Regions from separate parts of the Sus scrofa genome. Here all the other regions are linked to region 1. A link is a contact called in public HiChIP or PLAC-seq data. All regions are on one chromosome and are shown on one strand. Each heading gives the region's core, a stretch centred on a gene start, on an enhancer-like site or on the middle of the called end of the contact. The rest is flanking DNA. Distances are from core to core; before and after follow the strand shown. Region 1 has its middle 5.6 kb from the start of INHBA. Region 2 overlaps SUGCT (succinate--hydroxymethylglutarate CoA-transferase). Region 3 has its middle 650 kb from the start of SUGCT.

Region 1 (4,381 bases), core at 1,335-3,834:
TACCTCCCCCCCTCCCCGGAACCCCCCCAGGGAGAGCAGCACCTGAGGGGGCCTGGCCTTCCTTGAACAGTCATACCACTTCCTTTAAAAAAGGAAGTATGTTTGGAACAAGCATTAGGATTTAGCAAAACACTCTGTTTATTCTCTTTGGATATCGATTGTGTGTCATTCCCCCAAGGTATTAAACAAATAAAATCAGCCACATCACATTTGTTTGTTCTGGGAGCAAAGGCACAGTAATCTCACTTTGGTGAATTTTGCTTCAGGGAGCTCGCTAGTGCGTGGATGTATCTGATCCTGAATGGCTAAAAGGAATAACTCATTCCTCATTCCCTTTTCCCTTTTTCTCTGTTGCTTCCTAACAACTGGGCTGTGGGCCAACTCATCTCATTCTTCTTCTGGCCACCAGGATTCTGCTTTGGGTTACAACCCAGAGCCAGTAGGAAATGCTTGGAGGCTGCCCTGGAACGTTGGTGGGAAGGACCCCGCGTTGCCTGGCTGTGCTGGTATCGGCTGTGTGGCGTGGGCCTCCATGAATCAGGAAGCGCAAGATGCACGAGCAGGCAGAACCGCTCGGATTATTAATACCTGTCCTGGTTGCCAAGGCCCCTTGGAGCACGGACGGGAAGGAAATTAGGTGAAGCTTTTAAAGGCAGAACTCTGAAGCAGGATTTCTCCACTGCAGAGCCATTAACATCTGGGGCCCGATGAGCTCACTGTTGTGAGGGCTGCCCTGTGCATTGCAGGGTGTTTATCAGTATCCCTGGCTTCGACCCACTAGAGGCCAGTAGAACCTCCCTTCCCAGTTAGACCAAGCAAAAAATTTTGCCTTTGGGCATGGCCCCAGGTCTCCTGGGGAGCAAAATCATCGCACTTGAGAGCCTCTATTCTAAATGGAAAGCTAACAGTTCATTTACTGGCGTTGTTTTCTTTTCTTTCCTTAGTCATTTTAGCTGTAGCATCTGAGTTCCCTTGGTTCAGATAAGGCACTTCCAAATACTCTCAAAACAGAGCACTCATACATAGCCCGAGGCCTTATGGGATATTCCGGTGGTTCTCAGAAAAATGAGAGGCTTAGGAATAAGGCTCTGGGGTTAGCTCTTCCTGACCCTCTTGTTTTCTAAGGAATTTTGGAGGAATTGTAACGTTCCCTCTCCCTCTTCTATTTAGCTGTATGCATTCATTGCCTTGGACATAAAAGCAAACAGCTTCCTAGCTCAGTTTGGAATGTGCAATGCTCATTCTTCTTTGTCCCAATTCACTCTACCTAAGCTAGCGTCCAGGTGATGGGCAGCCTCCAGCTGTCCAGCAAACAGGCGGTTTGGCCAGCCCCATATTCAATCCAAACCATTTTTGATCAGACTCCCGAAATCTCACTGCAACAAATATCTCTCTGGCTTCTGCCCACGTTTTCTGGATTCCGGGCTGCCTCTTGAGGGAGTCACCGCTCCCCACGGAGACAAGGTTTTCCTGCCTTGAGCCCAGAATAACATGTCAGCTGCTGAGAACACCTCGGGTTCCTTTTGGTTTCTCCCCATAGTCACGTTTTATGTTCGGTTTCCCAGACGGGATGAACCAGAAATCATGCTTTGGGGGAAACAGATTTTTTGAACTCAAACACTCTGACTCGTCAGCAGCCTCGTCCGTGCTCTGAACCCCCAGCCTCGTGCCACTTCGGCCGAATCAGATCACAACCTCCCAGGCACCTGCCTGGGGTGTTCACGCCTCCTGATGTGTATTACTATTATTATTTTTTTTAACTGAGTAACGGCAAAGCGTGAGCAGCAGCTAAAACAACAGGGCCATGACAAACGAGCCCCTTTTCTGGGCCTGTCTCCTTGTTCCAGGAGTAGTGAGCAAAGAGACCAATTAATAGCATGGATGGAAGCCGAAGGACAGACGGTTTGCTTGAGAAGAAAAATGAACATTCTTGCTCCCTGATCTATGCCAACTTTGTGCAGGGACAGCTGCTGCCACGGAGTAAACACGGCTAGAGGTGGCCCGTGCCCCCAAGAAGTGTGTCGCTGAGGGCCACAGGGCAGCACAGGGTCACGGGTCTCTCCCCCAGCTCAGGCCATCCGGCCTGTATCCTTAAACGAACTTTGTTTTTTGACCAGCTCACTAATTGTGATTGAAAACACTAGCTTTCCCAGCAAGGCACAAGCCCTGGAGTTCGCAGCAGCAAGACAGGCCCTAATTGCTCCATTTACATAAAAGTAGAAACATACAACGTCTAAATATACATCTCTGGCACATCGTGCCTTTTGCAATTACAGTAAAATAAGGTACCACACTTTCCCTCCCGGCTCCTCGAAACAAGCTGCTCCCCCCCTCCCTGGGTTCTCCAGGGGCCGCTCCTTCCAGGCGAGAACAGAGCCCTGCAGAAGGCTCCGGCGAGCGAGGAGCCGGGCGCTTTGTTGAAGTAGCCAGTAAATCAGGCCGCCCGCACTAGGTGAAAAACGCGGTGGCAGCGGGCCACCGTGCTAGCGCAGGAGCCGGCAGGACCCGGCAGGACCCAGCTCAGCGATCGGAAAAGGGACAGAGCTGGAGGGGCGGTAGCGCTCCCCGCGCGCCTCTGTCCGCCCCGGAGCCGGCCCTCAGGTCCCCGTCCTGGTCCCTGGCATTGGCTGCGCTTTGAAGCCCTGCCACCGAGGGCTGGGTTCAGAGATTGCCAGCTGCACTCCCCGATCAGTGCTTCTCCCCCCCCCCCCCGCCCCCCACCTCCCCCCCTTCTCTGAATTCTCTAGCTGCCAAAAGGGGGGAAAAATCAAGAGCTGCTCTTAAAAGAAGTTGCCCTTGCGGGTGCTCGGGGTAAAAATAGAGGCGGCCGCTCCGCCCGGCTTGGCCGTGACTCCAGCCCCGCGAGCCGGGCTCGAGCAGCGGCCGCGATCCGGCGTGATCCCCGGGAGCTGCCAGCAGGTGTTGCTCAAGGTACAGTAGCAGGCCGAGCAGCGGGCCCGCAGGCCGGGGAGGGGGGAGCTGCGGGGGGAGGGGCAGGAAGTGAAAGAGAAACCGACCCGAGCAAGGAACAGGAGATGCTGGTCGGGAGCCGGGCTGCCCAGCTCAGCCCTGGGCCCCGGAGTCCGGCAGGGAAAAAATCACCCCCGGTCCCGAAAGAGTGGAGCGAAGTTATTTGAACCTGCCTGCTTCCTCCCCCACCCCCTCCCACCCCCTCCCACCCCCCACCTTCGTCTTCCTCTGAGCGAGGAGGCATCTCCCGCGGGGCTGAGCCCGGAGGTTGGGGATTCAGGTAGAGAATGACGTCACAGCTGGTGGGCTGACCCAGGCAGGTGGGCACTTCGATGGCATCCGTGGCCAACGCGATCTGAGTCACAGAGATTGGGTGGCTCCTCTGGGGTGCTGCAGATTTCCTGTGACACAGATGTTCAGAGAGAGGCGCCCACTGGGCATCTCGGAAATCATATCGCCTCCTGTTTTTCGGAGCACGTGCTTTTGACCCCGCAGGGGAGTTATTGTGGAGCCCACTTTAGAGACACTGAGGTTATCTGGTAGTAAGTAGCAGCATCCGGGGTCTCCTCCGGGTGGGTTTGTGCCCCCAGACTCATAAACCCGGTGGCGTTTCCAGAACGCCACCCGGGGTTGGGGGGGGGGGCAGGGGGGAGTTTAGATGCCCCTCAGACCGCTGCTCTCCCGGAGAGCTCATTTAAAAAGGGTAAGGGAGCTCCTTTCTTGCAGAGAGCTTGGGTCCTTCCAGTTCCAGACTGAGGGGCAGGGTAGGAGTTTAACCAGCACTGATCCTGTTTCTGTCTTTCCTTCTCAGATTCCCTCTGTTCCTCTACAACCTAATGATTTTTATTTTTGACTTCATTTCTGCATATGCAATTCTTAGAATACTCCCTGCCCCAACCCCCATTTATGGCTCTGACCTCACACTTTCTCTGTGTTTAGCCAAGGCAGGCCCGCTTCTGCAGACTTCTGGTGGCCCAAAGAAAGGGGCCTAAACTACCCATCAGGAGGCCAGAGCCTCTATATTTTGCTTGTGGGCACAGTGAAAAGTTTATTTTATGCATGTTAAATCCTGCATCCACAATAACGTATCTTGTCATATGGCTTTCATTAGCTCCCAATTTTGCACATTTTATTCAACTTGTCATGAGTACCCGGCTTGTGCTTCAGCTAGACTCCTTCAAACAAGCCTTCCATTTTTATGTCTGAGGCATCTTTCCTCCTGTTTTTTTTTTTTTCCCCTGACTTGCTAACACTCCCCCCTCCGTCCCCAAAACATCGTGACCAACTTAACTCCTCTTTCAGGAAATGTTCACTTCTTTCCATTAATCTCATGTTCTCTTTGTAACAATTTAGAAATCATAGGACTTGAAGTTCTGATAAAGAAGAATGATGTATGAGTTTTTTGGTTTTT
Region 2 (4,381 bases), core at 763-3,262, 810 kb after region 1:
ATCCACTTCGGACTTTGTTCACGTCCCAGTCAACTCTGGCTCTGCCCTGCCTTGCCCTTTGGATGCTCAGCTTCGAGGTCGCCCCCGGCTCATCTTCAGGGACCAGCCACAGGTTCCTCTCTTGCTGCCCTCCCTTCACTGCCCTGCTCTCTTCCCAGCACCTGCCTCACGCCCAAACTGCTGGGGTGACCAGTGGCTCCAGACTTTCACTGGTTCACTGGTTTTAATTCTCTGCATTAAGTCAAACCCTTTCTCCAACATGGCAAAGATATAACCTACTGTAACCACACCTGCTGTAGGAGGAAATACAGCCTTATGATGCAGACCAGGGGTATGGGGTCAGAAAAAAATGGGGTTCAAATCCCTGACCTGCCTTTATTTATTTTCTTTTTGAGGGCTGCAGGTGCGACATATGGAAGTTGCTAGGCTAGGGGTCGAATCGGAGCTGCAGCTGCCGGCCTACACCACAGCCACTGCACTGCAGGGTCCAAGCCACGTCTGCAACCTACACCACACTCTTGACAACTCAGAATACTCAACCCACTGAGCAAGGCCAGGGATCAAACCTGCATCCTCATGGACACTAAGTTGGGCCTGTAACCTGCTGAGTCACAACCGGAACTCCCCCGATCTGCCACTTACGATGTAAGATTTTGAACAAGTTACTTTAGCTTTTAGCTCTCCTAAGCCTCTTTTATAAAATAGTGATGATGATAATAGAAGCAGTCTCCCAGCTTTTGAGGTATAAATACAATAATCCAACAATATACTCGCAGTGTGTAATCTGGTCCTCAACAGACTGTGAAAGTTGATATTTATTCCTTCACTTCCACCTCTGTTTTCTCTCATCATTATGAATTTTCCAGAATATGCTTCCTGTGAATGCAAAGTCTACCAAGTGGCCATCTTATAAAACACCTTCTCAGAAATGCTGACGTCACCTGTTACCTTCCAATTAAACATTTTCTCTTAAAAATATCTAGAGCATTCTGATCCCCATGGGCTATCTCTGCATACGTCCACTGTTGGCGTGGGTCTAGGACTAAATGGGCCACCAACACTTGGATTCCAAACCCAATACTCACCCTCACTGTCCTATTTTAATGCTATTACACATCATTTACTATTTAGTGGACTCAAGGCACCGTCTTTTTTTTCCCTCTGAAAAGTAGTTTTGGTACACAGACAAACAAAGGAAATTCTGAAAGGAAAGAACTTTGAGGTCTAAGATCCAAAGGGGTTATTATAAACAACTGAGAGTGTTAAAAAAAAAAAAAAAGAAAGAAACATTTAAAAGAGGTTGAAGAAGTACCTTTTGACAGAACCCGTTTCATTTATAGAGCCTCAAGTAAAGATCATATATTCAAAATGTTCCTATTAATTTTCACATGCTGCACTCACTCAGAATGCTTGACTATTTCACTGCATAATGTTTTGGCACAAAAATGTAAATAACATTGCACTTCACCTTCCCAAGTTCCCACAGTCCATTTTCTGGGTAATGGGAAGGATACACTAACAGTCAGAAACTGTGCACATTCTGCTGGTTGAAATCCAAAAGTAGTTTTTAAAAAAGTTTTCTGTCACAACTTGTTCTTGGGAGTTTCTCCCCTGCCAACTAAAAACTATGATTTTTAGGGGAGCACAAGGTCTTCTGAAAATCAGACAAGATTAAAGCAGCTCTGCATTATTTGAACTGAAACCCTATGGAAATGATGAGTTTTCTACTTCAGGTCAAGAGCTGGGACCCCTGCTTTTCTACCTCAGATTTTATTTTCCTTAAAGAACTTCTGGAGTCATCCTATTTCACTGTTTTGGGGAAAGAAGCCAAGGTTCCTTCCATTTAATGAAAGAAGACAGCCTCTAAAAGCACTTCCATTTGAGGATGGGGTACTACTGGAAAGAGCTACTTACAGAAGGTTCCACTGTCATAACAAAGAGGAAGACAGAGTTAGAGGAACGGGGCTCCAGTCCGGACTCTGCTACCAACTACTCCTTTGGTCGTAGGAGGTTGTCTCAAGTGGTTCAGGAAGTGCATCTGATTATGAACAAAGACCCGCAAGCATCTTGCACACCATCTGATTGCTTCATTAAGGAAATCTCCAACCATTTAACTCAGCGTTTCTCAAGCTTCTCGGAGCCCATAACTACAAGTTAGTGTTCTCTGGAACTCCCTTTGGAAACCATGACTTTAGGTCTACATTTACTCACCAGAAAAAAAAAAAAAAAAAAAAACAGCAAACAATAAGGGTATTAGAAAAGAAGGACGGGCATACGCCTTGTTTCATTGCTCTTCGCTTCATCCCACTTAAGGCTTGTGACGGTCCTGCACTGTCAGAGGGTGGTTGGCAATTTTTAACAAGAAAATATTCTTTAATTATGTATTTATATTACTTCAGACATAATATTGTTACAAATTTAATGGGCTGTGGTACAGCGTAATCGTAACTTTTACATACACTAGGAAACCACAACATCCACGTCACTTGCTTTACTGCAGTATTTGCTTTATTGCAATGGTCTGAAACGGAACCTGCAATATCTCCAGTGCATGTCCATGTATTAAGATTCCTATAAACTTTTGTGTGATTGCTCAAAATGTCTGAAATGAAAGTCGGAAAATCCCAAGCACAGTTGCAGGATCCCAAAGGTGGAGAATCCCAAGCACAGTTGCAGGATCCCAAGCACAGGAATCAAAAAAAAAAAAGTTTAAATTTAAAAAGTAGAACTTTAGTTTATGGAAATAAGGTGGATTAACTATCACAAAAAACCTTCTTGATAAAAGATATTTTAATATGTTAGGAGGTTATATTCCAGGGCAAGGGATCTAACCTGTACCACAGTTGTAATCAGAGCCACAGCAGTGAAAATGCTGGATCTTTAACCACTGTGCCACGAGGGAACTCCAGGATATATTTTTAAATAGTTTACATGTATGGCCGAGTTAACGAGAATGAAAAATAAATTCTCTGGGGTGACAGGGAGGGGTTGGGGGAGTAGGGAGAACCCAACAAACAAATAAAATCATAAAAAGTTAACCAAGTAAATTTTGAAGCCAACAGCTGCCCCAAGATCATTTGCCAAGAGCATATACCATATAGCCAAACACAGCTATACAGCAGAACCATCCAGAGAGTGTTTCTAAAAATGTGAAGAGCAGAGCCACAACGAATCCACTGAATCAGGATCCCAAGCACAGGAATCATACTTGCAGGGAGCTCTCTGGGTGATTGTTATCCACTGACATGTTTGAAAATTTTTGGTCTAAGGGAATTCCAGCTAGATCCAGCCCTGTGCTTCAAAGACCCAGAACCTGGTTCTTATCAGCCTTCTGTTCCAAGAAAGCAGATACACTCAAAATCAAACTGCCTTTAAGACTGACATAGACACCAGAATGCTACCCTTAATGTATATAGCTGCTGTCTGGAATACAGAACACAAGTATTCATGTTTTCATGACTGGCCTGTCTCCACCTATAGCAACTATGAGGAAACATAATTACAAGAAAGGGCTTTATCAGTTTGCATCAGCAACCATGGTCATAGGGGCCAGATAGCTACATGAAGGCCCGTATATTCCATCGGCGTATTTTCTTCTGGAGAATTGATAGATTGCTTGCGAAGGTGGAATCAGAACAAGGGGAATTAGGTCAACTGAAGATGCCTTCAAATATTCTTCTCTCCAAAGGGGTGGTTTTCCACAGAAGCCCAGAATACACAAGGCTGGTGACAGTGACCAGTGCTGTGGATGAGGCCATCTGCTTCAGGAGCCACCACCTCTATAAAACTCTTCAGCTCACCACCCTAGTCCTGATTCAGATTAAAACTTTTTTTTAAATTGTTTTCTTTTTAGGGCCATACCTGCAGCAGATGGAAGTTCCCAGGCTTGGGGCTGAATCAGAGCTGCAGCCTCTGGCCTAAGCCACAGCCACAGCAACCAACGCCAGATCTGAGCCATGTCTTCAACCTACACCACAGCTCACGGTAATGCCAGATCCTTAACACACTAAGTGAGGCCAGGGATCAATACTAGTCAGGTTCATTACCACTGAGCTATGACAGGAACGCCTAAGACGTTTAAAATATATTGTTCCTTCCTATTATAAGACATAAGCACAAGTTCATATTTCCAAAGTCATGATGTGTCTTAATAAGATAAAGGTATAGATTTAATGTAACATAAAAAGTTTTAAATCATGCAGCTCTCACAAACACGTTGAGACTAAACAATATGCCACTAAACAACCAATGGATCACTGAAAAAATCCAAGTGGAAATTAAAAAAATACCTAAAAGCAAACAACAACAAAGACACAACAATCTAAAACCTTTGGGATACAGCAAAAGCAGTTCTAAGAGGGAAGTTTATAGCAATACAAGC
Region 3 (4,381 bases), core at 574-3,073, 750 kb after region 1:
AGAACTACAAGCCTTTCAGACTAAAACCGGGAGTGCATCTCCGTCAGTGGGAAATGAGTTTGACAAAATAGCTGGTCTTCCGGATTTCTGAGTGCGCTTTCTCGACAGACCAATTCAATAACGACTAACTGCGTGCTAACTCATCCTCCCTTTTGGTGCCAGGTGCTTAGGAGAATCCCCCCCACCAAAAAAAAACAAACCGTGTCCTTAAGAAACATCCGATCTCTCTCGGAAAGGAAAGTACGTGGACGATAAAGTGTTAAATAACAGAACAAGGCCACCTCGAATGCAGGGTGCAAGGCAATTGCCTTGGCCGTTTTATTTGGCCATGACTGGGCTGCCCAGGGAGAATCCCATTAGTAACTGCAGCACCAGTTTGTGGAGTGGCATATGGGCTCGGCCTCAGTCTGTAACAGGGGCTGGTACTTTCCTCGGGGCAGGCAGACACTTGGCCTTGGACTTTTTCAGACACAGCATCCACATCTCCCACTGCTAACTGTAACCACGACCATGGCCTTGTATAAACACATCTTCCAGAGAAGGATGGATCCTGAAGCCTGATGAGGTGGTACATTTCGAGAACTCTGAAACTGTGGCAGTGGCTTCTCAAGGCTCCATCATCCAACAAACTCTCCAGATTCGCAGCTCAAATATGATGGATCTGATCGGGTGGCCCTGCACCCTCGGCCCTAGAGAATACACTGGACATCGTAAATTCTTACCTGATTGCCCCTCCCAGTGCAGTGTGTTTATAACCTATTTGGAGTGGTTAAATCTGATAAAAATTTATAGAGTAATAATAACAGTAACATTTACTCGCCAACAGATGATTGATTCTGAGCGCTGGAAAGGCAAGAAGGGACAAGGCTATAAAACTAGGGAAATGTATTCCTGGTTTACAAAGCGTTTGTAATCTGGGAAAGCTGACATGACATAGATGTATGGAGCAGTGTGTAGAAAGCAACACAGAAGACTACCATCTGCTCCAGGCCCTTCCTGGCACCCAGTCAGATCATGGCAGTTGGTCCCTTTGGCTCCAGCCTTCTGTAATCCTGTGGGCTCTACCACAACCACCAGGGCTGTCTTCCCAGGGTACAGCAGTGGGCAAGTCACGTCCTTGTTGACACATCTACGGTGACATCTCGGTGCCCACAGAAAAATTACCCTCTTGACTCTCAAAGCCCCCAACTACCCTCTCATGCCTGTTCCTCTCCAATCCTCCAGTCCATTGCCGAGACGGCAGCCCTCTTCCGCTGCCCAAATGCTCTATTTAACTAAAACTGTCACTCGAGGTCCCCGTTCCCAAATTCGTCATGGCTGTCCTGGCTCCAAGGCTTGGTCACCCATGCTGCCTGCACTTCTTTAAGTCTCACTTTGCTTCAAAGATGATGACGTTTTTAGGGAACGACCTCCCGAAACACACCAGGCTGCAGAGATCACTTCCTCTTCTGAACGCCAACAGCGCTGGCACTTGGGGCATTCTGCATCAGCGTCACACGTCCTGCCCGCCCAGCTCGATCTCCACTTCCTTGACATTGACTACCTTGCCCGCGTCCTCTCTGTCTGCCCAGAGCTTTTACCAACACAGGATCTTCACTCTGCCGTTGATGGCACTTTTCAGACAGGCACGGGCTATTGAGAGCGTGAAGGAGTAATCAACTGTCATCGGGATGGACCGGAATGAATTTTAAAATGCCTGACCAGCCAGATGACGTTTAAACTGGGTTTGGAAGAAACGACAGGCATGGCAGAAGGGCAGGCAAGAAGGGCGTGGGTTAAGACGGAGACAGTAGACACAGGGGTGGGCGGGGAAGGCGTGGATCCTGGAGCCTGGCCAGGTTCTGATAGTTGAGTAAAATCAACAAACGGGTCTGGCAGTCTGGTTGCCAGAGGCCCTTCCTTTGGCATATCTTCTAGGTGTGACTCGCTTAAGGTCAGTGGGAGTGAGGACCGGGCCAAGGAAAGTCATCACCGAGGCTTAAACTCTATCTTATGACCTTTACATGTCCTTCTTCCATTGAATTCTTTGAAATATTATTTCCTTTAGGGAGGTAACTTTTTCCAGTGGTTAGTGAATTTTTTGGTCCTCATTTTAACCTTGTCAGAACAACTGGGCAGAATTGAAAATGCGTAATGTTTTGCACATGTACTTATCCTGCTTTTCCTGATTCCAGGTCCCCCTCAAAACCTCCAGGTTGTAGCCAAGATGCTATGACATCTCTATCTGTGGGTTGTCAGGGGTGTGTGGGGGGTGTCCTGAGCATGTGCTCGTGAAGAGGCAGCTGGGTTCTGCTGAGGCTGCAGCTGAGCTCCACCCACTAGCTCGGACCTGAGACCCTTCCCGAGCTGAACACTTCAGCCTCAGTCACACCTCACCTCTTCCCGGAGTAGACATCAACAGGGTCTGTGCATCAAGGGACAGGAAGATGAGCCAAGGGACGTGTGGATGATCCCACGTCTCTGTTAACTTTGCAAACAGCCTACGTTACCGTCCTGGACCGCCAGGTCCTCAGAAGGGGTACTCCTATTGCCTTCCTTAAAGCGCCTTTCTTTTGTAAACTGTTGTGTTCAAACCTGTCCATCAGTTTTGTCTATACTTCTGGCATTCTCTGTGCATCCATAGCTTAACCCTACAGGGAAGAACCAGAAAGCAGAAGAACTTGAACTAAGGGTCTCAGAAACTCTCTCCACCAAAGCCTCTTACTCTGCAGAGGCAACTATGGCCCAGAAAAAGGAATGTGGCCTGGCCATTGTCACCTGAGCACGCTAGAGTTCTCTGATTATACCAAGGACTGAGACTTTTCCTGCAATTGACCTGTGTCCTTAATGTAGCTGCCACGGGGAAGGACACCTGAGCCCCTCCATTAACTAGAATGTTTTGCTCCCTCCACTCTAGAAACACACTTATTGAAAGAAGACAAAACAAGGATTCCACACGTCCATTAAAAAAAGAAGAAAACACACGTAGGCTTTATCTGGAGGTCCTACTATAGCTCAGCTATCCCATTTCCCGCCCCCCTAAACTTAGTAATGTCAAAAAAATGGACCTCGAGGAGGTGAGTCAGGTACGCGCTCTTCAGACTCAAGGGGCAGCTTCCTCTAGAACAGCATTTATCAACAGCATCACTACTGACATTTTAGGTGAACAATTCTTTGTCATGGGCTGTCCTGAGCATTGCTCATGTTTCCCACCATCCTTGGCCCTGCTCACTCCACCGACCACTGCCAAACCGTCCCTGGTGCTACCCCATTGAGAGAACCAAATATGTCTCTCGACATTGCCAAATGACCCAGGAGGGAAGGGACCCTATTACACTGTTGGTAGGAATGAAAACTGGTACGACTATGGAAAACAGTATGGAGGCACCTCAGAAAACGAAACACAGAACTCCTGTATGATCCAGCAATCCCACTCCGGGCATATATCTGGACAAAACATTCATTCAAAAAGATACATGCACCCCTGTGTTCATTGCAGCACTATTCGTAATAGCCAAGACATGGAAACAACCTAAACATGCATTGACAGATGAATGGATTAAGAAGATGTGGTACTTATATACAATGGAATACTACTCAGCCGTAAAAAGACAAACTGATGTCATTTGCAGCAACACGGATGGAACTAGAGATTCTCATACTTAAGTAAGCCAGAAAGAAAAAGACAAATACCATGTCATATCACTTATTTGTGGAATCTAAAATACGGCACAGATGATCCTACCTACAAAACAGAAACAGACTATGGCCAAGAGAGCAGACTTGTGGTTGCCAGTGGGGAGGGAGTGGGATGGACGGGGAGTTTTGCATTTTTGGATGCAAAATGTTACATTTGGAATGGATGGGCCATGGGGCCCACTGTACAGCACAGGGAACTGGGTGTGATTGGGTCACTCTGCTGTACAACAGAAAGTGAAGGAACATTGTCAAATCAACGATAATTCTTAAAAAGTAGACCAAAAAAAAAAAAAAAAAAAAGATGTACTTCCCTCTGCCCTCCACTCCCAGTTTGAAATTGCTCCAAACAAATCCAAAGAAGTTATCCGCCTGGTTCACTGCTGTATCTTCTATTTGGGGAGGGTGGGGGGATTACATTTTCACTGAATTTGCTCATAGGTAGATTCTTGCACAAATGAATGTTGTCCTATTAATAACTTTAACTCCTGCTGGAGGCATCTATATCATCCTAGATAACTATCGTCTTTCTTTCACCTGCCCAAGGAGAGCCTGAAATTTCACCGGCCGTGGGTGTCACTCGTTTCCCGACATTGTTCAGAGTCTCGGACGAGCCAGCCTCTGTTTACACTGGATGTCTCTCTCCCTCTCTCTCCGTTCTGGGGTTCAGCAGTGCACAGGTCGTTTTCCAGGGCACTGAATAGTG

Evidence for each region. HiChIP or PLAC-seq counts read pairs in DNA pulled down with a chosen protein or histone mark.
Region 2: an H3K27ac HiChIP or PLAC-seq map of alveolar macrophages shows a contact between it and region 1. The contact joins two enhancer-like sites. A contact is called at or near these places in 2 of 5 promoter capture datasets (fetal liver and fetal skeletal muscle), 1 of 47 Hi-C or Micro-C datasets (fetal liver) and 1 of 2 datasets of contacts at active chromatin or transcription factors (alveolar macrophages).
Region 3: a contact with region 1 is called in an H3K27ac HiChIP or PLAC-seq map of alveolar macrophages. The contact joins two enhancer-like sites. A contact is called at or near these places in 2 of 5 promoter capture datasets (fetal skeletal muscle and liver) and 1 of 2 datasets of contacts at active chromatin or transcription factors (alveolar macrophages).

The regions. Positions count from the first base shown.
Region 1 is chr18:52,881,912-52,886,292 of Sscrofa11.1, forward strand. No RefSeq gene overlaps it. Among named protein-coding and RNA genes, the nearest start is that of INHBA, 5.6 kb to the right of the region's middle. Within about 2 kb of position 2,585, at least 39 of the 83 cell types and tissues checked have an H3K27ac peak or open chromatin away from gene starts, as enhancers often do. A contact at or near this core is called in alveolar macrophages, where this site is marked.
Region 2 is chr18:53,693,624-53,698,004 of Sscrofa11.1, forward strand. All of the region lies in intron 13 of SUGCT (succinate--hydroxymethylglutarate CoA-transferase), which reads right to left. Among named protein-coding and RNA genes, the nearest start is that of SUGCT, 590 kb to the right of the region's middle. Within about 2 kb of position 2,013, at least 2 of the 83 cell types and tissues checked have an H3K27ac peak or open chromatin away from gene starts, as enhancers often do. A contact at or near this core is called in alveolar macrophages, where this site is marked.
Region 3 is chr18:53,628,963-53,633,343 of Sscrofa11.1, forward strand. No RefSeq gene overlaps it. Among named protein-coding and RNA genes, the nearest start is that of SUGCT, 650 kb to the right of the region's middle. Within about 2 kb of position 1,824, at least 3 of the 83 cell types and tissues checked have an H3K27ac peak or open chromatin away from gene starts, as enhancers often do. A contact at or near this core is called in alveolar macrophages, where this site is marked.